Linked DNA regions of Mus musculus: regions 2, 3, 4, 5, 6 and 7 are each linked to region 1. The links are chromatin contacts, called in public Hi-C and HiChIP or PLAC-seq maps. All regions are on one chromosome and are shown on one strand. Each heading gives the region's core, a stretch centred on a gene start, on an enhancer-like site or on the middle of the called end of the contact. The rest is flanking DNA. Distances are from core to core; before and after follow the strand shown.

Region 1 (3,010 bases), core at 323-2,822:
TCCGCTCCCTTTGTGTTTCATTTTAAAGGTCACAGTTATGATGGCTCTGTTTCTGACTAGTCCCACAACTTCCTGTGGCTTCAGCTCCCTCTGAGGCCAGAGGGGTCTTCGGTTGCACAAGCTTCACAGGAAGTTGAGTGAGGATGAAGGTAGATTATAGAGAGTGGAATGAGAACCTAGAAAGCGCAGGTGTACAAAGTAAAGCCACGGCGCATGCGCCACGCCGTGCCGTTCACGGTTGTCTGGTCTGTTCACATCTGTGTGTCCTCCAGTAACAGCCTCAGCAAGTGTTTCCAGAGGTTACTCCTATCAATCAGGCTAATCGATAACATATAACTGTCCACTCTGCAAAGCAGTGTTACTTGGACAATGTGTTGCTTGGACAAGGTAGTCTTGTCCAAACATGACTGCAAGGATGAGCTGATAACAAGATTCTACTTCGGAGGAACCAAGTAAAGTTAGGAACTAGTTCAGAAAGGTTCTGGTGAACCGCAGCTCGGAGGAACCCTTGAGATGAGTGCGAGCGGCAGCTGCTGTGAGAGTAACCAGCAGTTGTTGGGGTGCCGCCTTCTTTCTGCCAGTCAGGGCCCCAGCCCGTGGGTGGTGTCGCCTCTGTTCAGAGTGTCCTCCCTCCTTGGTTAGAAGGACACTGGTCAACACTACTCAGAGGCGTGATTCTGAATCCGTGTCAGGTGGAGAATGGAAACTGTGTCCCTTGTCAGCTCCATCAATCATGTCCCTTTAAATTATAACATTGTGTCCCTGTCCTCTGAAAGAGTCACGTGCTGACCCCTGATTTACACATAAAAAAGTTTCAAGTTCTGCCTCCAAGAGCTTAAGACAAGCCATCCAACCAACCTGCTAGTAGTATATGACTTTTTTTTTTATTAGAAAAAGTATTTGCTTTTATTAGTGTTTATAAAGCATCCAGAGTAGGATAAAGTTTATCATTTATGACTATCATTTTCATTTTTTTCCATTTTTTAATTAGGTATTTAGCTCATTTACATTTCCAATGCTATATCAAAAGTCCCCCATACCCACCCAACCCCACTCCCCTACCCACCCACTCCCCCTTTTTGGCCCTGGCGTTCCCCTGTACTGGGGCATATAAAGTTTGCAAGTCCAATGGGCCTCTCTTTGCAGTGATGGCCGACTAGGCCATCTTTTGATACTTATGGAGCTAGAGACAAGAGCTCCGGGGTACTGCTTAGTTCATATTGTTGTTCCACCTATAGGGTTGCAGTTCCCTTTAGTTCCTTGGGTGCTTTCTCTAGTTCCTCCATTGGGGGCCCTGTGGTCCATTCAATAGCTGACTGTGAGCATCCACTTCTGTGTTTGCTAGGCCCTGGCATAGTCTCTTCTTAATTTAAGAAAATTATTTTGTCGCTAGGCTGTGGTGGTGCACGCCTTTAATCCCAGCACTTGGGAGGCAGAGGCAGGTGGGTTACTGAGTTTGAGGCCAGCCTGGTCTACAGAGTGAGTTCCAGGACAGCCAGGGCTATACAGAGAAACCCTGTCTTGACAAAACCAAAAAAAAAAAAAAAAAAGGAAGTTATTTTGTCCCTCCCTGACTCCAGTTGTCACTAATGGAAATGCACATGAGCAGTATAGAGGCCAGTGTTGGTAGCCAGAGGAAGAAAGGGCCAGGTAACAGTAGTTTATTATTAGTTAGCAGAAAGTGGATGGGTGGGAGGTGCCCTGGGTCTGGAGTCTTTAAACAGAGTATCATAGGTAAAGGAAACATTTAAGTCTCAAGGGGACAGCAAACTGGTGTTCGAATGACAAAAGGCTTCATACTGTTTACCTTCATCCTTTCCATAGTATAAAAATGGACATTTGTTTACTCTGTAGTTTTGTGGTATTTTTTTTCCCCTAAGGGAGAAAACTGAGAGCGTCTAAATTTTCGCTGCTGAAGCATCCAAACAGCTATGTTCTTCCCCATTTGGCTATGTACATGTAGAATTCTCCCTGAGGGCAGTGGTAAGGGCTGTATATGTGTGTGTCATAAAGCCTTTGCTCCTAACGTGAGAGAGCTCCAGGGCTAGCTCATGGTGAGCGTGTCCCAGATCCCTCTCCTCTGTGGGCTTCGCCCCGAGGCCACTGTGGCTGCCTACTGTGCCTCAAGCCTGCTGAGGGAAGTCCACAGCCCCTGCCTCCGCAGGTTATCAGCCGCTCCTCCCTGATGAGAGGGCCTGGGAACCAGGGCTGAGGCTGGGCTCTGCCCTGCTGGACTTGTTATCCTTTCTTTTCTCTCTTCATTCTCTGCTTTCAGAAGCATCAGATCCCCCCTCCAGGACTAAAGCAATAAGGAACGTATTTGCAAGCATCCCCGGTTGCTTCTCTTGCTGACTTTGGCACTTGAGTACATGCAACAACCAACTCTGGACACAAAAATGCTGCCTTCCAGGCTTGGTTCCTCTCCTGCAGAGCAACCCTAACCTCACAGGGCTCTTGTCTTCTGTTTTCTTAATGAGAAAATAGTTTAGGGATTATTGGCGCTGCAGGTTTACTCTTTTCTTGTGTTTTCACTCTTAATCATCTGCAGTCTCTATGATCTCATGTCTTCTTGTTTCAGTATGGCTACATCTAACCAACAACTCAATAGTGGGGGTGGGGGTGGGGGTGGGGGGAGATGGCTCAGCAGGCAATGGCTGCTCTCCCAGAGGACCTATGTTTGGATTTCCTTCCTACCTTCCCTCCTTCCCTCCCTCCCTCCTTCCCTCCCTCCTTCCTTCCATCCCTCCTTGCTTCCCTCCCTCCTTCCTTCCCTCCCTCCTTCCTTCCCTCCCTCCTTTTTCCCTCCCTTCTTCCTTCCCTCTCTCCTTCCTTCCCTCCTTCCTTTCCTCTCTCCCTCCTTCCCTCCCTCCCTCCTACCCTCCCTCCCTCCTTCCTTCCCTCCCTCCTTTTTCCCTCCCTCCTTCCTCCCCTTCCTCCCTCCTTCCTTCCCTCTCTCCTTCCTTCCCTCCTTCCTTCCCTCTCTCCCTCCTTCCCTCCCTCCCTCCTACCC
Region 2 (3,126 bases), core at 605-3,104, 470 kb after region 1:
AACATTCTATGGACTTGGATAATCACTGTCCTGAATGCATCTCCTTACAGAAACAGAAAATGTTAATCATTTTCTTCCATGATTAATACTTAAAACCTATATGTGTTTAGAATTATCACAGCAACCTTATGCCCAGCAGAAACGGGAGGTGTCATGGTAAGATCACATATTACAAAATATCAATTTGTGATAAGAAGCTAGGATCTTGCCCTAACAAGAGACTAATATGAAAGGAACTGTGAACTGGATGTCCAGATATAAAACCAACAGCCTTGTGGTTAGATGCTTAAAAACAGCATCACTGAATTATCTAAGTTAGGAGAGACTAATGGGCTCTTAATGTTTCATCTCTAATTATTTTTAAATGACACTCACTTGACAAATTATGAAATGTTTCTTTTGGATATCCATAATATCAGAATAATCCAATTTTCACTACATGGAAGTGAGTCCAATAGTAAATGAAACAAAAACTTCAGGGGGTTGAGGGAGCATGGACCGCCCTTTAAAGTGTACCTGAGCCTTTTATCTGCAATTACAGAGTTTGGCAGGCTGAGGTAGAAGGAAAGAAAGTTCCAAAGCCAGGTACACTACCTAGTGAGACCCTGTCTCAAAACAACAATGAAAACCAAAACAAAAAAGCAAATGAATAGATCGGGAGGACCAGGTGTTGAAAGTTACAGTCAACTCAACCATAACAGCTTTCTCTGTAGTTTTGCAAAATGAGTCCAGCTGTCAGGTATAAGGGGGATAACTTCATTAAAAGAATCCTTCATGAAGACATGAGGTTAAAACCATCAGAACAGGGGTGCCTTTTGCTTCAATATTGCAGGTAAGCCACAAAAGGACTAAAAAGAGGTAAACCCAACAGGCCAGAAGCAGCACTTGGGTGCCCACAAATTAGTTCCTACTTCACCTTTGAGACTACAAATTAAAGTTTGAGCTGCACACAGTCAGAGCAATTAAGAAAGAACTAACCAAGCCAACAGTTGGAAGAAATTGCCTTGCTATGCCTCACAGTCTTTAAGAAAACCAAAGTACTTTTCAAGGCAAAGTTCTCGGACGCGGCATTAAATTTTAGAGCAGATGCCTAACATTTAAATGGCCTGCCTAGGCATTTATTTCTATGCCAAGCCCTTCTGAGGCTTGGGATCCGATCAGGTCCACTCCATGAAGGAAAGAGCTCACTCACGTGAGGAACGGAATCCTCAAACAGCTCGGATCCCCGGTGACGCACTCCCAGCTTGGAAAATGGCCCAGGGTCCACCTCCCTAACAGCAGCTAGGTGGGGAGATGCCCGTGTGCACTATTGTTTCCAGATGTTTATTTATTTTTAACTTCTGTTTGATGCCCGTTCCCCTAAACTGGGCCCGGTGGGGAAGGGGGCCTCTGGCAGCGCCACTGGTGGCTCTGGGAGCAACCGAGTTTTGATAATAAAAAACACCCCTTTATCCTTTTATCGCAGCGTCCGTGTATCCGCGCCTCTCTCCCGCACACCTTGGCCGTCACCGGCACGCAGCGCCGGTGCCAGGTCCCCATGACAACCCCAGCCCGGGCGCCCCGGCCTCCCGGCCCCCGCCCCGCGGCCCGCCGTGCCGACCGGACTAGTGGCGGCCACACATGCCCCGCTCCGCTCCGGACCCGGCTCCCGGTCCGGCCGGTCCGCGGCCCGGTGCGAGCCTCCTGGCTGGTGGCGCGGCCAGTGGTGACGCTGCGTCCCGAGACCCTCCCGACAGGGCCTCCACGGCCACCGCGACGCCCAACGCGGGCCAGGGCCGCGGCCGGGCGCTCACCTTGAACGGGTTGTTGAGATCCGGATCCGCAAACGGGTTGCTGTCAAAATCCGACATTGCCCCGGCACTGCGCGTCACCCACCCGAGCCCGGCGCCGAGACACAGACGAGGCGAGGCCGCCGCCCCCCTGCGCGCTCACGTCGCCGCCGCCGCCGCACAGATCCGGGTGCAGCTCGCGGGCCACCGAGCCGGCCGTGCCACTGAGCATGCCCGGTGCGGCGGAGGCCCGCGGCGCCCAGCCATCCGGCCGTCCCTTCCCGCCTGGATCTGCGCTCCGGGCTCTGCCTCCGACCGAAGGGCGAGCGCAGGCGGAGGGCAGGTTCCAAGCCCCGGGCCGTGGACCCACCTAGTGCGGCTTGGGGAAGGGGTGGTGGCCTGTGTAGGGGAGGACGGTGCGCGCAGGTCCCACGTGGCAGGTGGGGGAGACAAGACTTGGAGAGCGAGTAGCTGAGGTGCGAAAACATCCGCCGCAGACACCAAAGATTCCAGACCCCAGAGAGGATAGGAACCCTAAAGCAACTTAAAACATCGCTGCCCGACACACCCCAACCTGGGAAACCCAGCCGGTCCTCCGATCCCAGGTTACTGCGAAGTCACGGAAAGCGGCTTCGCGCTGAGGATCCGGAGTTGCTCCAAGAAAAGGCAACATTCACTGCGGGGAGGGGGGGGGGGCAGCCTCTGTCTCCCATCCTCCCTCCCCACTCATAAATAATGGGGGGTGGGGGCACGTGGGACGGCCGAGTAGGTGGCAGAGTCTATCGACCCAGACCCTCAAGTTACTGATAATGGAAGAGAAATTGTTGACGTTTATTTTCAGGCATTTGGATGCAGAATACACACCTCCTAATATTTGCCTTTTTTCTTCCAAGTGCCGGGAATGATTATTGAAAACTACAGTAAATGACATATCAGTCATTGCACCACCCGGAACTTGTTGAGAGGACATGGCTTTCTCAACTCTATCCTTCCTTCCACTTTTAACAGAAGGGCACTTGGGTGAACCCAGAATTATTTTTATTTGGCAGGGACCTAAGAACTGGAAAAACCCAGATTTAATTATCCATAGCTTTTTGAGGGCCTTGCGCTAGGCAAAGTCACCTAGGCAATAATAACTTTCCCCAATGTGAAAGCGCACCCACCCACCCACGCACAACGTGCTGTAGTCTGGTAGAATCCAGGTTGGGATGACAAAGCAGCTGCTTCTAAGGCAGCCAACTAATTAGGAAGTAGGCATCCAACAGTGATCACCACAAGGTGGAAAGAATCTAAGATTGGGGGCTCTGCTCCCAGATCCTCGGCAGCTGCCTGTACCTGGTTCTGACTCAGGGTTCAG
Region 3 (2,777 bases), core at 213-2,712, 350 kb after region 1:
CTATACACCTCTCTCACAAAAGATGTGACAGGCAGTAGTGAATCTAGACATTGGCACACATCACAGCTCTGGGTAGGTGGGTGGGGCACAGTCACCCCAGGCAAGATGAGAACCCCAGCGTCAGCTTCTTTGCAGAGGATCAGAGATGGAGGAAGAGATGCTTGTCCTAGGGGCTGAAAAACTTCATTGGCCCAAAGGAGGTAGGTGCTGAGCACCTTCAGCTCAAAGAACACAGCACTGGCTGGGCCATTTGACCCTTCAACAGTCAGGACACCCATTTTTCTGTAACCTGTATGTTTTATGGGGCCATCAGAGCAAGAACTTGAGAAGCCACCTCTGGTCGTATCTTTTAAGATCTGCAGACAACAGCAGCCATTGGCCTTAGAGATGGAGGCTGTGCTGTGCTTGTGCTTGTGGGGAAAGGTCCCCAGGGATCAGGGAAGTCCCTCGCTGTCCCAGGATTTGCTGGAGAACAGCTGCTCTGCGGATGGAATCCCTTGTTCCCATTAACTTAGGAGCTATCCTGAGTTGGACAGAGAACAGGTGGCTGGCCGCTGGCTGTGTCCTGATCACACTGGGTCACACCCCTTTGTCTTCATAAACTAAGACAGAATGTGGGCGCTGGTTAGAGATGCAGGTCCCCCCAGCACCTCCCTGCAGGAGCCAGGGACTGTCCTTCAAGGTAGAGGAGGGTCTTCTTCACTTTCAGAAGCAAAATCACATGCAGTTGGTTTTATCCAACTGTCTCATGCTTACAGAAGACCTGGAGGATAAAGGCCATTTTGCTAAGCCTTTTGGGGGTTCTTGTGTCTAGGGGAGATGGCAATAATGAAGAAATGGGCCAAGAAACAAATAGTTTGTCCGAAGTACATTAGATGTGCTCCCCCTAAATCAAGGTAGTAAATTGACTGATGTTTGGAGCTTATATTGTTAATTTAATATTTTATTCTTCCATACTTGGAGTTTACCAGCAGAAAAGCATCCTTTTGGTATTTTCAGTGTAAATTACCTAAGCTTTGTGCTTTGAAACCTACATGGTATTTCTTTTCTATAAAGCTGGGAGTGATTGGTGCCTCAAGTTAGGTCACAGGACCCATCCATCTTCAGTCCCTCAGAGACCAAAGCTGGAGCCGGGAGCATCCTTACAGAGTCTGCGCTAAGCAGGTTCCTCAGCTAAGACTGGGCCATCCATTTTACCAGAGCTCTGACCTGGGGCCTCTTCCTTTTGCCCCAGTGATCTGTCAGTCCTCGCCTTCCTTTGCCACTTTCTAGAGTTTTTTCTTTTCATCATCCTCTGGTCGTATCACAGAACTGGATACTGGGGAACCCTGTAGCCTCAGTAGGATGTGGAACAAAGGGATCGCTACCCACCCAAGCTGCTATTTGTGAGTACTCCCTGTGCCCCAAGCGTTATGCTAATCCCATGGTAGCAGTGAGTAATAGCTGGCTCTGTGGCTTGGATGATGTGCTGGTCATTGTCCAGATGCCCACATCTTATTCCTCGCTGCAGCCGTGGGGAGCAGGGCACTGTTCTATTCTGGGGGATGAGGAAGCCAGACGTGCAGAGGCTAAATACAAACAGCCTGTCTGAGACCACAGCTTTTGATTGGCAGAACTGAGCTGGTCTGAGGTCTGTGTATGAAGCTTTGAAAAGCACTGCACCACCCTGTCATGTGGTATGTATGCCCTTCTCCCAGTGTGGTATTGCTTGCTGAGGGCCAGAGAGCAATGTCAGAGGACACCAAGTTTGTCCTTTTCCAGTAGATTCTCTGGATGGCCTGGGGTCTCCAGGCTGATGTTAAGCTATGACCTTCCTGGTTACAGGAAAGCTTTTCTCTGTATAGCAAGTGTCTTCTCCATTCAAGTAAATTCCCCACTTGGAGTTTATCTCCCTTCTTCAGTCTGCTGATCTTTTTAAATTTGTATAGGTTATCAACAAAACACGATTGTGTTACAAGGAGAGTCAGATCTCATTGCTGAGAAGACACCTCCCTCCTAGCTTCAAAGTGGCATCTCTTAGACTAGAACTTCCCAACCTCAGCCACAGGACTCGCCGAGCGAGGGCTCTCTCAAACCCGAGGAGCCATCTCCCACATCTTTTTAAGGATTGGAGTTCCATATCAGCTAGAGAGAACCCTGGGCACAGTGTGCTTGTTGTGTGTGTCTGAGTTTATGTGAAATGGATATGCATAAAGTTGTGCTGGTCCTGAGGTCTGAGTAATGCCCTCCCAGATAAGCAACGGGGATTAAACGCATCACCTCCAAAAGATGCTCATGGGAAATGCGCACACTGAACTTGCAGTGAGCATCCATCTCTGTGACACAGACAGTGGAAAACAAACGTAAGTGACTAGAAGAAAGAGTCAAAAACCCCAGGTGGTTGGGTACTCAGTAAGATGACTGTCCTAGCGTCTTCAGGGGACGTGGGAGTGGGTGGGTAGTTAGGGAGGAAAGACAGACAGCCCTTATCTAGAAACTAACCAAATGCAATTCACGAGCCTCAATGGAGTCACAACTTTAAGAAGGGAAAACAAACTAAAAATGGAGCAGGCTTGGCAAAGTGTGGATGAGGCGTTGGATATGAATAGGCTGTTTTCTTGAGTGCATTGATTGTCTTGTAGCTATGCGAGGAAATGCCCTTATTTTAGGAGGTCTGTGCTAAAGCATTTAAGGATAAATTATTAGACACATCATTTGCAGATGGCTCAAAGAAAAAGTGTATGCATGCTTTACATACATAGGATAGGAAAAAATAAGGGAGAATGTTAGCAAAAAAA
Region 4 (3,127 bases), core at 203-2,702, 280 kb after region 1:
GTGTTGCTTGTTGAAAAGAATACTGTATCACTGGCTAATTTAATACTTAGGCCGCTTGACCACTGGGAAAAGATCAGCAGATGGCAGTGATCTGAAGGGAAGGTTGCCTTCTCAGATATTTTCCAGATGCTGTGCTGGTGTGTCCTTCACAGCTGTCTTGTTTGGGCTCTCAGTCTTGGGTTCACATAGGAGTCAGCTCTTGACCCACCAGCCATACTTCACGCCAGTTGTGTGTGCCCAACAGAACTGTTGGAAGATACGATGACTGCATGCTGCCTCCTGACTTAACCGTTCTGCCTATGCAGCCTCAACGAACCACTTTCCTTTTCACTCCATGTCCCTGGATGCAAGGCTTCCATTGGCTTCTTATCTTGCCCAATACTTGGTTTTAATAAGCTTAATTATTTCAAAAGCACATCTTGTTTAATAATCACCAGAAAACCGTTCCTCCGAAAAAACCAGGAAGGCAGCAGTGGCGATGTTCGGGACGTGGTGCAGACAGGATTGCAAATACTTGCTTTGCCTGGCTTTAGGGTCCATGACTACATTGAATTTTCCTTTGTCACCCTATTTCTACCCCAGCCACACTGCCTTGCCTTGGGAGATGACTTGATTGAAAGGCAATGGCAAATTGTGTTTGTGTCTCTACTAGGACCTTAATAGACCGTTTATTCCCAAATGTAAACATATTAGGAAACCTTCAGTTTGGTGACTCATTAGTTTGATGAGGAAAATGTCCTAATAAAGATAAAGAAACTGTAACTGGTTTTTAAAGCTGCAGAGGAAAAAATGTTGGGGCATTTGAGGTCAACTGCTTACCCCTGTTCTTTCGATCTCATTTAGTGTTTGCTCATGGGAACAGACAGATTGGTCTCAGGGGTGATCTGTGTCTTTCTTTTCTAAACTAATGTACCATTCATGGATGCTTCATTTCCTGAGTTTCTTTCTGCATAGGCAGAAGCCTGGGATGAGATTTCCCAAAAATAACCGGCAGCTTTCCCTTTCCTCCTACAAGTATCCCGAGGTTGGCAACGAGTGCAGCTTGCTTTTATCAGATGTAAAGGGTCAGTGGTGGCTAAATAGAATCAGAGGCTCCTGCTTGTCGGAACTGTCTAGCCGTAGTTACATAGGCAGAACCTGTATCATCCACTTGGAGAAAGTCTCTTAGCACTAGTAGGATTTTATGTTGTGCTACATCATTTTGCTAAGGCTAAATGTGCCAGTGTGTTTGATACCACTGCTTCTAGACTTTGTTAGAATGCTTGTCAAACAGGAAACATAAAGATCCAAATGTCACTTTCATTGTGACATAACTTGAAGGTATTGCCGCACACCCCTCTCCCCGCCCCACTTCTTCTTCTGGTTACTGGCTGGGTCTTGCTGGACTAGGGGAAGATAGAGAAAGCACAAAGAGTCAGAATGAGTCAGTCAGTTAGCTGTCGTGAAGCCACGTGTGTGAAAGTGTGAGCATTTGCATAATGATGCAAGAGCACGTGGTCGTGGATGTGACAAGCTGTCTCACAGTGGTCCCAGTATATTCTAGTTAAATAGCTTTCTAATGACACCCGGTAATGAAGTGCTTTTTCTAAGCTGTGGTCTTGCCTATGCTGTAGATCATACTCTGCCACACTCTCCAGTATCCTGATGGCATTCTGGGTGCCTTTAACTTGTGGTAATCGGCAGACGAGCCAGCCCTAGGAGCAACAGGAAGGCTCTGCCAGCAGCTATCGTGAGGCAGTTGTGCTCACAGTTTTGTGTGTCCTGCCAGGGGCACAGCGCGTGGTGTGTTGGTGGAAATAGGCCAGAGCTGCTCAGAGACTGCAGGGCGGGGGGCAGAGAGGAGCCTACCCATCTGTTCACGCCAGGTTGGGACGAGGCAGGGCAAAGAGGTCAAGAGTTGGGTAGCGTCTGAGCTGAGCCATGATTGATTCAGTCCATGTCTGTTTTGGATCCCTGTCCCTACATGTGACTTTCTAACTTTGTAATGAAGCTTTAAATCCCCCACTTTCTAACTAGGAGCTGGGTGTGGTGGAAAGCCAGATCTGGGTCACTCAAACTGACTTTGAGTCCTGGGAGCCACCTAACATCCGCTTGACCTTCCCGAGCAATTACATCAAAAAGATAATAAGCTCTTGCACATGTGGCTGACAGGAATAAGTGAGATATGTAACCACATTTATCCACCCCGCCCTCCAAAGGTGAATGTCAAGGAATGAAAGATGCTTGATAAAGCAGGAAGACGGGGTTAGTCGGGATGACGAGAAGGCACCGTTTGTTAATAGTGCCGGCGTTATTTTAAGTGTTTTCTTGCCATTTGGTCGCTCATACAAACTGGGTTAGTATTTCATCCTCACCTGAGAGTTGGGAACTCTGAGGCTGTAGCAGCTACAGTTTTATTAGTCTCATCCACCTGGCTCCACTGCTCTTATTATATACGAGGATGTCAGCAATGGCACCTCAGATCTCTGCAGGCCTCCATCTCTGGAAAAACCCCCGTCCTCAGGAGAAAAGGCGGGAGATGGCTGAGACTGGAGAAGAAAGGTCACGTGAGCACAGAACAGCAGTACCTGCCCAGGGTTACTAACTCATGTGTGGCTGGATTGGGACTCAAACTTTTCTCCCTTTGACTTTTGTGTTTACACTGATCGAGAATCCTTTGAAAAATGGTTTCTGCTAAAATTTGTTAGTGTGGGACAGACACAAGGATGTTAGTCACGTTTCTAGAGGAACTCTGGTCAGAAGGGCAGATCTAGCCCGGAGCCACATAGCTCACTTCAGAGGGCTTCACGCGAGCTGGAAATGTAGTGAGGTGTCTGTTTTCTGGGCCCCTTGGAACTGGGGCTTGATTTGCAGTTCCTCCTGAGAGTCTAGAAGCACCAGGCGAAACACGAGGTGCCAAGGCATTCATGGAGGTCACACCTGGGAGGAAGTTAATGGGTTCCGTCCCGCCCCCAGTGATGGAATGTCAGAGACCTTCTTCCAGCACTAGTTGGCTCCCTGGACATTGGAAGCAGCACAGTTTTAGCGTGTGAGCAAAATGAGAGGCAAAGTATTGCCCAGTGGCCTCCCGGGATAATGTGGTTCTGCCGCTGGGGATGTCTGTGACCATGCCCTTGGCAAACCGCTG
Region 5 (3,182 bases), core at 246-2,745, 370 kb after region 1:
CTCATGCAGTGTGTGCCTGTACCGTACGGAAGCTCACTGGACTCCTTCTCAGCAGCCTTTACTTACATTCTATGAGGAGGGGACACTTTTTATTCTGGATTCTAACTTTATTATATCTTTTTGGCAAAACAACTTAAACCATCTCCCTTATACTTTCTATCAGTTATTCTAATAAGTTCCTAAAATTATCTGAATCAAATCAGGAAGTCTATAAAATCATTAATTCATCTAAACAGCATTAATCCACGAAAGTGGGTCTGCAGGAAATTTGCCCAATGGGGTGGGTTAATACCCAGGAATCAATCATAACCGACTACAGGCAGAAGGGGTCTTTCTTTGCCCAATCACGCCCTGTCAGAACAATGAGGAACACAGCAATGGCAAACAAGAAGGCACATCAAGAGCAAGAGCAATCCTGGGATGCGGGCTCTGGGGTCCACCTATCCTCTCAGCCATTTTCTGTTTGTACCATTTCTTTCTATTGCCTTATTGCGGTAAGACTTCAAACACAATACTGACTAAAATTGTAGTAGACCTTTATCTCTAGCCCCTAACTCTGGATGTAATTTTCCCCCATTTCCTGTGCACGTTAGAGGTTTTTCATATAAACCCTTAGAGATGTGTTATTGTTGTTGTTTAAGATTTATTTATTTTATATGAGTACACTGTAGCTGCCTTCAGACACACCACAAGAGGGCATCAGAACTCATTACAGATGGTTGTGAGCCACCATGTGGTTGCTGGGAATTGAACTCGGGACCTCTAGAAGAACAGTCAGTGCTCTTAACCTCTCAGCCATCTCTCCAGCCCCAGATGCGTTGTTCTTTGAAGTTTAACATGAAAGGATGTTAAAGTTTGTCAAAGGTCTTTTCCATATCGGCTGAGATGGTGTAGATTTTTGTCCCTACATCTTATTTCTCTGTTGTAGTTTACATTTGTTGAACTGTCCTGGCAGCCCTGGAATTAAAACCAAGATGGCCGTGGTGTTGATGTCTTGGGTGTATGACTGTGTTGAGAACTGTGGGTCTGTGGCTTTTGTTCTCGGGCATGTTCTCATATCTGGTTTTGGTATCAGGGTTAGGGTTAGCATTCCTGACTTTTAAAACTGTAACTGTAGTGGTTGTCCCCGCTGTGCTTTGTGCGATAGTTTGAAGAGCATAGTGTTAGTTCACCCCTACAGTGGCCCAGTGATGGGCTCCTTTTGTTGGGAGACGGTCAGTCTCACTGGACATAAGAGAGCTATTTGTTTTTCTCTTCTAGATTTTCCAATCTCCTAGTGACCCTTAAATTTCACTTGCAGCTGTTATTTTTTTTTTCCTTTTGGCTTGGCTTAAGAGTTGTAGGTCTTGTTTTATTACAGAAATACCATTTACAGACTTTACAAACCACACCCACCCTTTAGGTTTAAGATTGGTACACTTTTATGATGGTGAATCAGGCAGGTCTTGATTCAGGCAAGGCTTGGAATGACAAATGACTCATCCACTTGTGAGCTCTGGAACTGACTCCATCCCCTGCATGAGACTGCTGTCCCCAGCTGTCCACACACAGTGCATTGTCCCTGTTAGCCTTTCACTTACAAAGGCCCCAATCCTTGGTCCTTGTTGCTGCTGCCATCTCTTTAGCTACCACACTAGAGCTTAGTCTGGCCATAGACTAAAACCCGCCCTCCCTTACAGCACAGGGCTGTCAGCTGACATTCTACTGGGAATCATGGTTTCCTTTCCCCTTCTTCGTGAGCTGCTTGTACTGGTGAGTGGCCAGGCCTAGGGTAAGGCCACTACCTAAAGTTGTTTCTCTAGTCCTCACTTAGGTTAGACCAGGCAGGAAACCACCTCTAAATTGTTGAAACCCTGTGACTTGTGAACATGCAGCAGTGAGGGCCAGAACAGTGCTGGCCGAGTGGGGTACGTGTGTGCTGGTGTGTGTGCAGGGCGGAGCTCACTGAAAGCCATTTAGACAGCAAAGTGCCATGACACTGGCAGTTTGTTTCTATAGAGGCGTAGACATACACCTCTCCCCTTGGCATGCAGGTCAAACAATGCTTTTCGTGGGTGTAGGTTAAGAGTTAGTCTTAAGGCTCCTGACTTTTGTCTATAACTAGGCTGAGGCCACAAGGTTCTGAGTGAATTACTTTATACCAGTGATTGGCAAGCTCTGTCAAAAGCTAGATCATAATTTGTGTTTTGCAGGCCAGGTGTTCAGAAGGAAGCATGTCTCTGTTCTAATGTGTTCTAATAAAACTTTATTATGTGTTATTATTGGGTTTGGCATGTATGTATACCGTATGCATGCTTGGTACCTATGGAGGTCAGAAGAGGCTGGCTGTCAGGTCCTCTGGACCGGTAGTGAGCTACCGTTGGGTGCTAGAACCAAACCGTGTGCTGTACAAGAGCAATATGCACTCTTCCTGCGGAGCCATCTCTTCAGACCCTTTGTAAAGCCATATTTGGCCTTAGTAAGCCTCTTAACACCAAGAAACAGGAGCAAACTCACTGGTGGAGTCACATGCCACCATACACAAACTGGCTGGAAATACTAGGTAAGCTCTCTTCCCCCTCATCTAGACTCCATACTTAAAAGTGTGCCTGGTAAAGTGACCTTGGCTATTCAGGTCAGGCTTCTATCCAAGACACTAACACTTTTCTATTGTAGAGTGGATGGCCCCGCCCAAAGCCAGCGACCATAAGGGCCCGGCAGATGCTGCAGGTTGCCTAGGCACCAAAGGCTTCACCTGTTTTCTCTTCTGTCCCTCAGGTCTGTTCCTTATCCTCGGCCTGATCCTCTACCCCGCAGGCTGGGGCTGCCAGAAAGCCATAGACTGTGGACGGTATGCGTCCCCCTACAAACCTGGAGACTGCTCCCTGGGCTGGGCCTTCTATACTGCCACCGGGGGCACGGTCCTCACCTTTATCTGTGCTGTCTTCTCTGCACAAGCAGAAATTGCAACCTCCAGTGACAAAGTCCAGGAAGAAATTGAAGAGGGGAAAAACCTCGTCTGCCTCCTTTAATCTGGAAGCCATTCCTGCCACCGTTACCTTTCTTTATGGCCTAGTGACACAGTCTTCATCATTTGAACCAAGTGAAGAACCAGTCGTGACCTACTGGAGCTATCTTCCACAGCCCCGGCCGGGCCTTCCTGGGACCAGTGAGGGGCATCACCCACCAAGCAGCGCTCTTGG
Region 6 (3,009 bases), core at 34-2,533, 330 kb after region 1:
GCTTCTGTAAGTAGCAGTGGACTGGACGTATCTGACCCAGTTCCTGAGAGCCACAGCATATTTCCCACTCAGAAACGGAAGCCTCCCAAGGAGCCTCCTGGAGAAAGCAAACCCCACCCCATCCCCGAGGTGGGGTGGTAATGGGAGGCCTGTTAGAGACTGCTGCCTTCTCTCTTAAGGCTGCATCAGAGCCATCGCCGTAGAGCAGAATTCATTTCAGAAGGGACTGCAAGTAATTGGACACAAGCTTAATGACGTAGTTGTTTAAAACAATCCAAAAGTGGCCGAGTTACTTACTTTCTGCAACTTAAAGATTCTGGAGTTACATGGTGGCCCCCCTCTTTTTCCAACACAGGAATATATTTTTAAAAAGAAAAGTGCTTTAAAACACATACACACACACACACACAGAGTAGTCTGATTTTTTTCTGTGTGTGTGTGCTAGGCAGGCAGGATGTGTGAGGGACTATGGCCCTGGGTCCTGCTTTCCAAGGTTTCTTTTCTTTGTTGGGGGTCAGGGGTGCTAGGATCAAATTCAGGGCTCCAGGCACGGAAGGCAAGCCCTGCACTACTAAGCCATGTTCCTGGCCAATGAAAGGTGTTGGTTTTGTTTTTAATGGGTTTTTAGCTTAGTCATTCATGTGTTTATTTCCTATTTCCCCTTCCCTGTGTCACTGGATCATCCACTCGTGGACAGCTTGGGACCCGTTTTCGTAACTTTATCAGGGACCAGGTCTTTCAAACCTCACTGTAAGAGTATCTTAAGGGACTCCCACTCCTCCAAGAGCTTTGTCCCTAGAGTGGCAAGGAGCCTCAGAAAGAGTGGACAGGCCACAGCAGAGTACACAAGGCATGGCTTCTCAAATGCGACTTTCATTGGAAATGGGAGGCCATGGAGGCTCCATTGGGCCCTGGCCCTAGCTCTGGTTCGGTAATCAAGGAATACTTGGAAAATGCTACCTCCCCCATACACCCCCCAGTTCCCAACCCCCACTCCTCCCACCGCCACACACCAGACGCTCTTCCTCAGGCTTCCCACCACTCCCACCCAGAGACCCTAATGATTGCTCGTTTTCAAGGCAGGTCCTGGGAAATGGCACACATGAGATTGAAGTGAAGTGGAGATGCAGGGGTGGCTGAGAGGCAAGATTGCAGACTCAGGGTGATTTATCAAGCAGGTCATTAAGGGACAGGCTCCCAGCTTCCTCTAAGTGGGAGGCAAAGAGTCTTCTGTCCCTTTGTTCTTCCTGCCAAGATTGGTGCTGTTTTCCTTCATGGGGACCTCGGGCTCTACCCAGACGCGTCCCTGACACGTCCCTCGATAGCTCTGTCTGCCACTGCTAGAGGTCAGCATTGCTCCTTCCTTACCAAGGCTGCAGGCGCATCGCAGGCAGCGGGAGCTTTCTTGTTGCCAAGGGCTAAGGGTGCAGAGTAAAAGGGTGGAGTCTGCCTGGCAGGCATCATGGGGGTCAGCCCTGCAGAACCCCTTTAATAAGGCCCTGTCCAGCCCACAGAGGAAGAGCTTGTTTGGGGTGTAGCTTACTTTTAAATGCTGTGATTAGAGACCATGACCAAAGTAACTTACAAAAGAAATCATTTAAATGAGGGCTTGCTCACAGTTTCAGAGGGTGAATTCATGACCATTATGGCAGGAGAGGGGCGGCAGGCAGGCAGGCAGGCAGGCAGGCAGGCAGGGCACTGGAGCAGTAGCTGAGAGCTTCCACATTGGCACAACCCTGAAAGCGGGGTTGGGGGCATGAGCCTGTGTGCTAACCAGGAATAGTTTTGAAACTTCAAAGTGACAGTAGTGAGTGAATGCTTAAAGAGATGCCACAGATAAAAACACTCCCAGAGACCTCCCGGCTCAGAGATGCCAGACACGACATAGTTCTGAACGGCTCCTGCTGCTGACCACCAGGCCCTCGGCAGTTTGAGAGGGACAACTGAGTCCAGAGCTGTGACTGATATTTTGGAACTGAGAGGAGGAGCTTGGTCGGAAGCTGTCGACTGAGGGAAGACGCATCATGTTTCTTCTGTCCGTTTTGCAGTGTTGGCAGATAAAATTCTGCAGCCTCAGGATCACCAGTTAGAGCCTTTTTAAGGAAACAAACAAGACAGTGACCCAGTTCAGTCCCTCTTCATTTATAACACTGTGCATGAACCAAACAGTACCAGAGGTGACTGGAAGCTTTCCATACCATGGCTTAGTTAACGTAAAAACATGCCTCCTTAGCACACAGGCAGTGTGGGTCATGCTTGTCAGTTGCTTAGCATTTGCTGGTATAAAATGAATGCAAAATGGGGAAGGGAGGGGAAAGAAGGAAAGAGAGTGTTGGGGGGGGTTCATCTGTGCATTTTGAAGACCACCTGTCTTAATCAGCTTTGAGCCACTCAGCTTTTCTGGAGAGTCACACAGCCTGTGTGACATACTAGGAGATCATTCACTACTGAGCTGTGTGGTCCCGACCGAGTGCCCTGTGAGATCAGAGAAAGGGGAGGTTTGCGTGGGCTGACACAGAATGAAAAGTACTTACTAACTTTGAAGAGAGACAGACGAAAACTTAAAAAAAAAAAAATAATAACAACAGTGATGTGTTTGGCCGGTTCTTACAGAAGCTTGGTGAGTGAGGTGAGGCGGGGGAGGGTGGGGGAGAACCCGGAGCAGGGATGTGACAGCTGTGTGGTTTTACGCCTTACTCCAGCCTCCATCTCAGGTGCTGATGCTCACGGCCTGGCCCTCGCCCACCACAGGCTAAAGTACCTTATTATCTGACCCAGTGTTGACCATATGGCAGGCCTTTTCCAGAGAGGTTGAGGGTGGTAGTCAGAGGAGATAGAAAAGTGGCTCAGATAACGAATATATTCCGAGTGCCAACTGTGTTAATGAGTACCTCACCGTCACTGCTCACTGTCACTGAGGCATTCTGCATACTCGCCATGTGTCAAGCCCTTACCTTCTATTTCCTACCATACGGCAATGAAGAAATAGTAACTGCTTCAGGGGCCTCT
Region 7 (2,876 bases), core at 98-2,597, 310 kb after region 1:
TCTTACAGAGGGATTGCCAGAAAGAAAGTTGGAAACGATTCAGTCACAGGTGATTAATGATTGAGTAGATTTTAATTTACAAAGGTCACCTTTGGAAAATATTAGTAGCAGGGGTTGGATACCCCCTTGCAGCATGCATTAGGAAAATCAAGGCAATAGGTAGTTGAATGTGTCACTAAAAAGCGATCGTTCTGTTTCTCAAAAGAGAGAGGCCTGTTCACCTCTGTCCTCTCAGGGTCCTGTGAGTGTTACAACCTTGGCAGTGAGCTTAGATCACCCTGGCAGTGAACCAGGGTCCAGTGTAGGTTCTAGTCCAGCCTAGACTGTCCAGTAGGGCCTGCTGCATGCAGAGGGTTTAGGCAGGGCATTCCTACAAATACCATCCTCTCTGTAGAAAAGCCATTGTTTTGGTTTACAGGCTTTGAGAAAGGATGTATTTTTCCTGTGATCTGTCTTGCGCTGCTGACTACCCGAGCATTACTAGGCTCTAGCAACAGCGCTGTGGGGAGGCTTGAACCTTTTAATGAGAATCACAAACACTTGTGAGTCATAAAATGAATGATTCGAGCAGCAACCTTCTCATTGGAAGGCAAGGGCTGGTTTGAAACAGATGGTGTCCTGGGCAGGCAGGGTAAATGTTTGCACCTTATCACACTGCTAATCTTTAAGTATTTGTTCCATATTTATTTAGTGGAGATGGGAGAAGCTGTGTTTTCTATTCATAAAAAAATATTTAACCAGACACAGTAGATCCCTGTAATCCTAGGTAGAGGCAGGAAAAATAACAAGACCAAGGTCATCCTTGACTACAGAGTTACAGGTTAGCCTGGGCTACTGAAGAGCCTGTCTCAAAAATATGTATGTGCATATATGTATAGTATACAGATATAGGTACATATGAATGTTAAATATGCATACATATGAATACACATATACACACACACGTGTGTGTGTGTGTGTGTGTGTGTATGTATGTATGTATGTATGTATGTATACACTTTCTGGGCTTAAATCTCTGCTTATAATTAGACGTGTAACTTTGAGTTCTTGACGTGTCTGGCGCCCTTTCCTGTGTGTTAAAGAGGCTTATGGCACAGAATGTTTGAATTGGGTGTTTATAAACCTTGCTTAGAATTTGGCTAGTGATACCATTTTAGACCTGGGATGCCAGGTGCCTGTGAACCAGGTGATGGGGTCTGGTGGGGGTTGGCAGTGAGGTCTGTGTTTGCTCATATCATCCGGGGAAGATAGGCTCAACAGGAAAATACACTCAGCCCTGTGCCGTGAGTAACCAGGGTTTTCACTCTCTTCAGAGGAACCATCTGTTTCAGTTCCCAGGACCGGGAGCCAGACCACGATGCCGACCATGCAGGGAGTCATGTGAGAACCCAGGCTAGCTAAGGGCCCCACATTTTCCATGTGTTCTGTTGACGGTTCAGTTTCCCCGTTGTGGGATGTCACCCTGGATCACTGCCGGGCTGGCTTGTTTCAGCCTGCTCTGGGGAGAAGCCAGTTCCATTTTGCAGTGCCTTGAGGAGCCAAGTCATGTTTGGCCTTGTGATTGATCTCCTATAAAAGCCCCATAAAACCAGCTCTCTCTGGGTCCTTCATGTTAGTTTTAGTTGTGGATTCATCTGAGACCAGCAGTGCCATCTCGATCAGGTCAGACGGAACTACGGATGTCTGAATTGAGTGTGGTCCCACTTCCTGTTGCCTACATTCTCTCTACACGGTAGCAGGCTTCTCTTGAGAAGGAGGAACAGTTGTAGTTTGAGGCAACTCTGGGCATCAACTCTCCTGAACATAAACCTCCTGCATTGGACACCCATGGGCTGGAGGATGGGCTGGGGGCCATGCAGCTTCGTGCCTGAGGCAGGTTTTGGAGCCTCCTGTACTCCACCTCTGTTCCTGGGGATGGCTTCTTCCTTCTCTGGTTTAGGTAGTTGAGGGAAATAAAGACAGAGGCATGTGTATCAAAACAGTCAACCATTGATTGGTTGACCCCTTTCTGGCTCTCTGACACCAGGTCCTGTGTAGGGTTGCTTGGATATGCAGGCTGAGAACCAATTCTCTCAGGCTTTCGCAGACATTCTTTGGACAAATGTCTCACCTCTCATACCTCCTTGGTAGAGAGGCAAGGTGTCCCTGCTCTGCTCTGCTCTGCTCCCTGCCCTGTGGGAATTGTGGGAAGGCTTCAAAGAGGGCAAGTTCAAGTATGTGGTTAGCATTCAGTGGACTTCTATTGGCAGCCCTTGAGGAAAAAAGTTAAAAAAAAAAAAAAAGACTTTTTGGGCTTGAATCCCTTCTTATAATTAGGTGTGTAACTTTGGCCGGGTTTTTGACACCTTGTCTGGCTTTCCCTGTTGTCTCAGGCTGCTAGGAAGGCAGTGTGGCACAACTGTATGTGTGCCTCGTGGGGTAGAGGGAACTAACGCCTAGTGAATCTTAAGAACTATGCTCATAACTGCAACACAGCACAGGAAGGAGAGGTGCCGTTACTGAAAAGTGCCCACAGTTTAAAGTCCCTTGAGTGGCCGGGCGTGGTGGCAGTGCACACCTTTAATCCCAGCACTCGGGAGGCAGAGGCAGGCGGAATTCTGAGTTCAAGGCCAGCCTGGTCTACAGAGTGAGTTCCAGGACAGCCAGGGCTATACAGAGAAACCCTGTCTCGAAAAACCAAAAAAAAAAAAAAATAATAATAATAAAAATAATAATAAAATAAAGTCTCTTGAGTATGAATCTGGCTTCCTGTGTTGCCTGTGGTACCAGGATATGCTCCCCTGCTCCAGGTACGTTAATCTGGATTGGTGGAGAGTAATCACATGGACCGCTGTCTCTGGAGACGCTACAGGGAGGCTTGGTCTTCCTGGGTTTTC

What was found. A called contact is a pair of places that touch in the nucleus more often than the background predicts. HiChIP or PLAC-seq counts read pairs in DNA pulled down with a chosen protein or histone mark.
Region 2: a contact with region 1 is called in an H3K4me3 HiChIP or PLAC-seq map of bone marrow-derived macrophages, with 2.7 times the contacts expected there. The contact joins the promoter of Scamp1 here to the enhancer-like site in region 1. A contact is called at or near these places in 6 of 39 promoter capture datasets (the 3T3-L1 cell line, 3T3-L1-derived adipocytes, cranial neural crest and 2 more) and 4 of 115 datasets of contacts at active chromatin or transcription factors (astrocytes, bone marrow-derived macrophages and stem cell-derived neural progenitor cells).
Region 3: a contact with region 1 is called in a Hi-C map of bone marrow-derived macrophages, with 21 read pairs. The contact joins two enhancer-like sites. A contact is called at or near these places in 1 of 15 datasets of contacts at CTCF or cohesin (the NIH/3T3 cell line), 5 of 484 Hi-C or Micro-C datasets (ECoMG-derived neutrophils, the G1E-ER4 cell line, bone marrow-derived macrophages and 1 more), 15 of 115 datasets of contacts at active chromatin or transcription factors (the NIH/3T3 cell line, T-cell acute lymphoblastic leukemia, bone marrow-derived macrophages and 9 more) and 2 of 9 other capture datasets (adipose tissue and liver).
Region 4: a contact with region 1 is called in a Hi-C map of bone marrow-derived macrophages, with 30 read pairs. The contact joins two enhancer-like sites. A contact is called at or near these places in 1 of 484 Hi-C or Micro-C datasets (bone marrow-derived macrophages), 2 of 115 datasets of contacts at active chromatin or transcription factors (CD8 T cells and microglia) and 2 of 9 other capture datasets (adipose tissue and embryonic stem cells).
Region 5: a contact with region 1 is called in a Hi-C map of bone marrow-derived macrophages, with 2.0 times the contacts expected there. The contact joins two enhancer-like sites. A contact is called at or near these places in 2 of 15 datasets of contacts at CTCF or cohesin (the NIH/3T3 cell line and stem cell-derived epiblast-like cells), 10 of 484 Hi-C or Micro-C datasets (the G1E-ER4 cell line, bone marrow-derived macrophages, embryonic stem cells and 3 more) and 3 of 115 datasets of contacts at active chromatin or transcription factors (T-cell acute lymphoblastic leukemia, bone marrow-derived macrophages and microglia).
Region 6: a contact with region 1 is called in a Hi-C map of bone marrow-derived macrophages, with 23 read pairs. The contact joins two enhancer-like sites. A contact is called at or near these places in 2 of 15 datasets of contacts at CTCF or cohesin (the NIH/3T3 cell line and large pre-B cells), 5 of 484 Hi-C or Micro-C datasets (bone marrow-derived macrophages, cerebral cortex, forebrain and 2 more) and 4 of 115 datasets of contacts at active chromatin or transcription factors (acute myeloid leukemia, effector CD8 T cells, fibro-adipogenic progenitors and 1 more).
Region 7: a contact with region 1 is called in a Hi-C map of bone marrow-derived macrophages, with 19 read pairs. The contact joins two enhancer-like sites. A contact is called at or near these places in 1 of 15 datasets of contacts at CTCF or cohesin (the NIH/3T3 cell line), 4 of 484 Hi-C or Micro-C datasets (bone marrow-derived macrophages, embryonic stem cells and nephron progenitors), 2 of 115 datasets of contacts at active chromatin or transcription factors (CD8 T cells and bone marrow-derived macrophages) and 2 of 9 other capture datasets (embryonic stem cells and liver).

Annotation. Positions count from the first base shown.
Region 1 is chr13:93,814,724-93,817,733 of GRCm38.p6, forward strand. All of the region lies in intron 4 of Arsb (arylsulfatase B), which reads left to right. Among named protein-coding and RNA genes, the nearest start is that of Mir5624, 25 kb to the left of the region's middle. Within about 2 kb of position 1,573, at least 23 of the 459 cell types and tissues checked have an H3K27ac peak or open chromatin away from gene starts, as enhancers often do. A contact at or near this core is called in bone marrow-derived macrophages, where this site is marked.
Region 2 is chr13:94,283,427-94,286,552 of GRCm38.p6, forward strand. Scamp1 (secretory carrier membrane protein 1) reads right to left here and starts at 1,855. Exons shown (of 9, transcript NM_029153.1): 1 at 1,794-1,855. The coding sequence starts at 1,850.
Region 3 is chr13:94,168,034-94,170,810 of GRCm38.p6, forward strand. The region is part of intron 2 of Lhfpl2 (lipoma HMGIC fusion partner-like 2); the gene reads left to right. Among named protein-coding and RNA genes, the nearest start is that of Lhfpl2, 110 kb to the left of the region's middle. Within about 2 kb of position 1,463, at least 27 of the 459 cell types and tissues checked have an H3K27ac peak or open chromatin away from gene starts, as enhancers often do. A contact at or near this core is called in bone marrow-derived macrophages, where this site is marked.
Region 4 is chr13:94,097,124-94,100,250 of GRCm38.p6, forward strand. The region is part of intron 1 of Lhfpl2 (lipoma HMGIC fusion partner-like 2); the gene reads left to right. Among named protein-coding and RNA genes, the nearest start is that of Lhfpl2, 41 kb to the left of the region's middle. Within about 2 kb of position 1,453, at least 110 of the 459 cell types and tissues checked have an H3K27ac peak or open chromatin away from gene starts, as enhancers often do. A contact at or near this core is called in bone marrow-derived macrophages, where this site is marked.
Region 5 is chr13:94,189,091-94,192,272 of GRCm38.p6, forward strand. Lhfpl2 (lipoma HMGIC fusion partner-like 2) reads left to right here. Exons shown (of 4, transcript NM_172589.2): 4 at 2,758-3,182. The coding sequence ends at 3,011. LOC115488151 (a long non-coding RNA gene) reads left to right here. Exons shown (of 2, transcript XR_003950582.1): 2 at 1-512. Among named protein-coding and RNA genes, the nearest start is that of Scamp1, 95 kb to the right of the region's middle. Within about 2 kb of position 1,496, at least 47 of the 459 cell types and tissues checked have an H3K27ac peak or open chromatin away from gene starts, as enhancers often do. A contact at or near this core is called in bone marrow-derived macrophages, where this site is marked.
Region 6 is chr13:94,142,143-94,145,151 of GRCm38.p6, forward strand. The region is part of intron 2 of Lhfpl2 (lipoma HMGIC fusion partner-like 2); the gene reads left to right. Among named protein-coding and RNA genes, the nearest start is that of Lhfpl2, 86 kb to the left of the region's middle. Within about 2 kb of position 1,284, at least 62 of the 459 cell types and tissues checked have an H3K27ac peak or open chromatin away from gene starts, as enhancers often do. A contact at or near this core is called in bone marrow-derived macrophages, where this site is marked.
Region 7 is chr13:94,121,709-94,124,584 of GRCm38.p6, forward strand. The region is part of intron 2 of Lhfpl2 (lipoma HMGIC fusion partner-like 2); the gene reads left to right. Among named protein-coding and RNA genes, the nearest start is that of Lhfpl2, 65 kb to the left of the region's middle. Within about 2 kb of position 1,348, at least 37 of the 459 cell types and tissues checked have an H3K27ac peak or open chromatin away from gene starts, as enhancers often do. A contact at or near this core is called in bone marrow-derived macrophages, where this site is marked.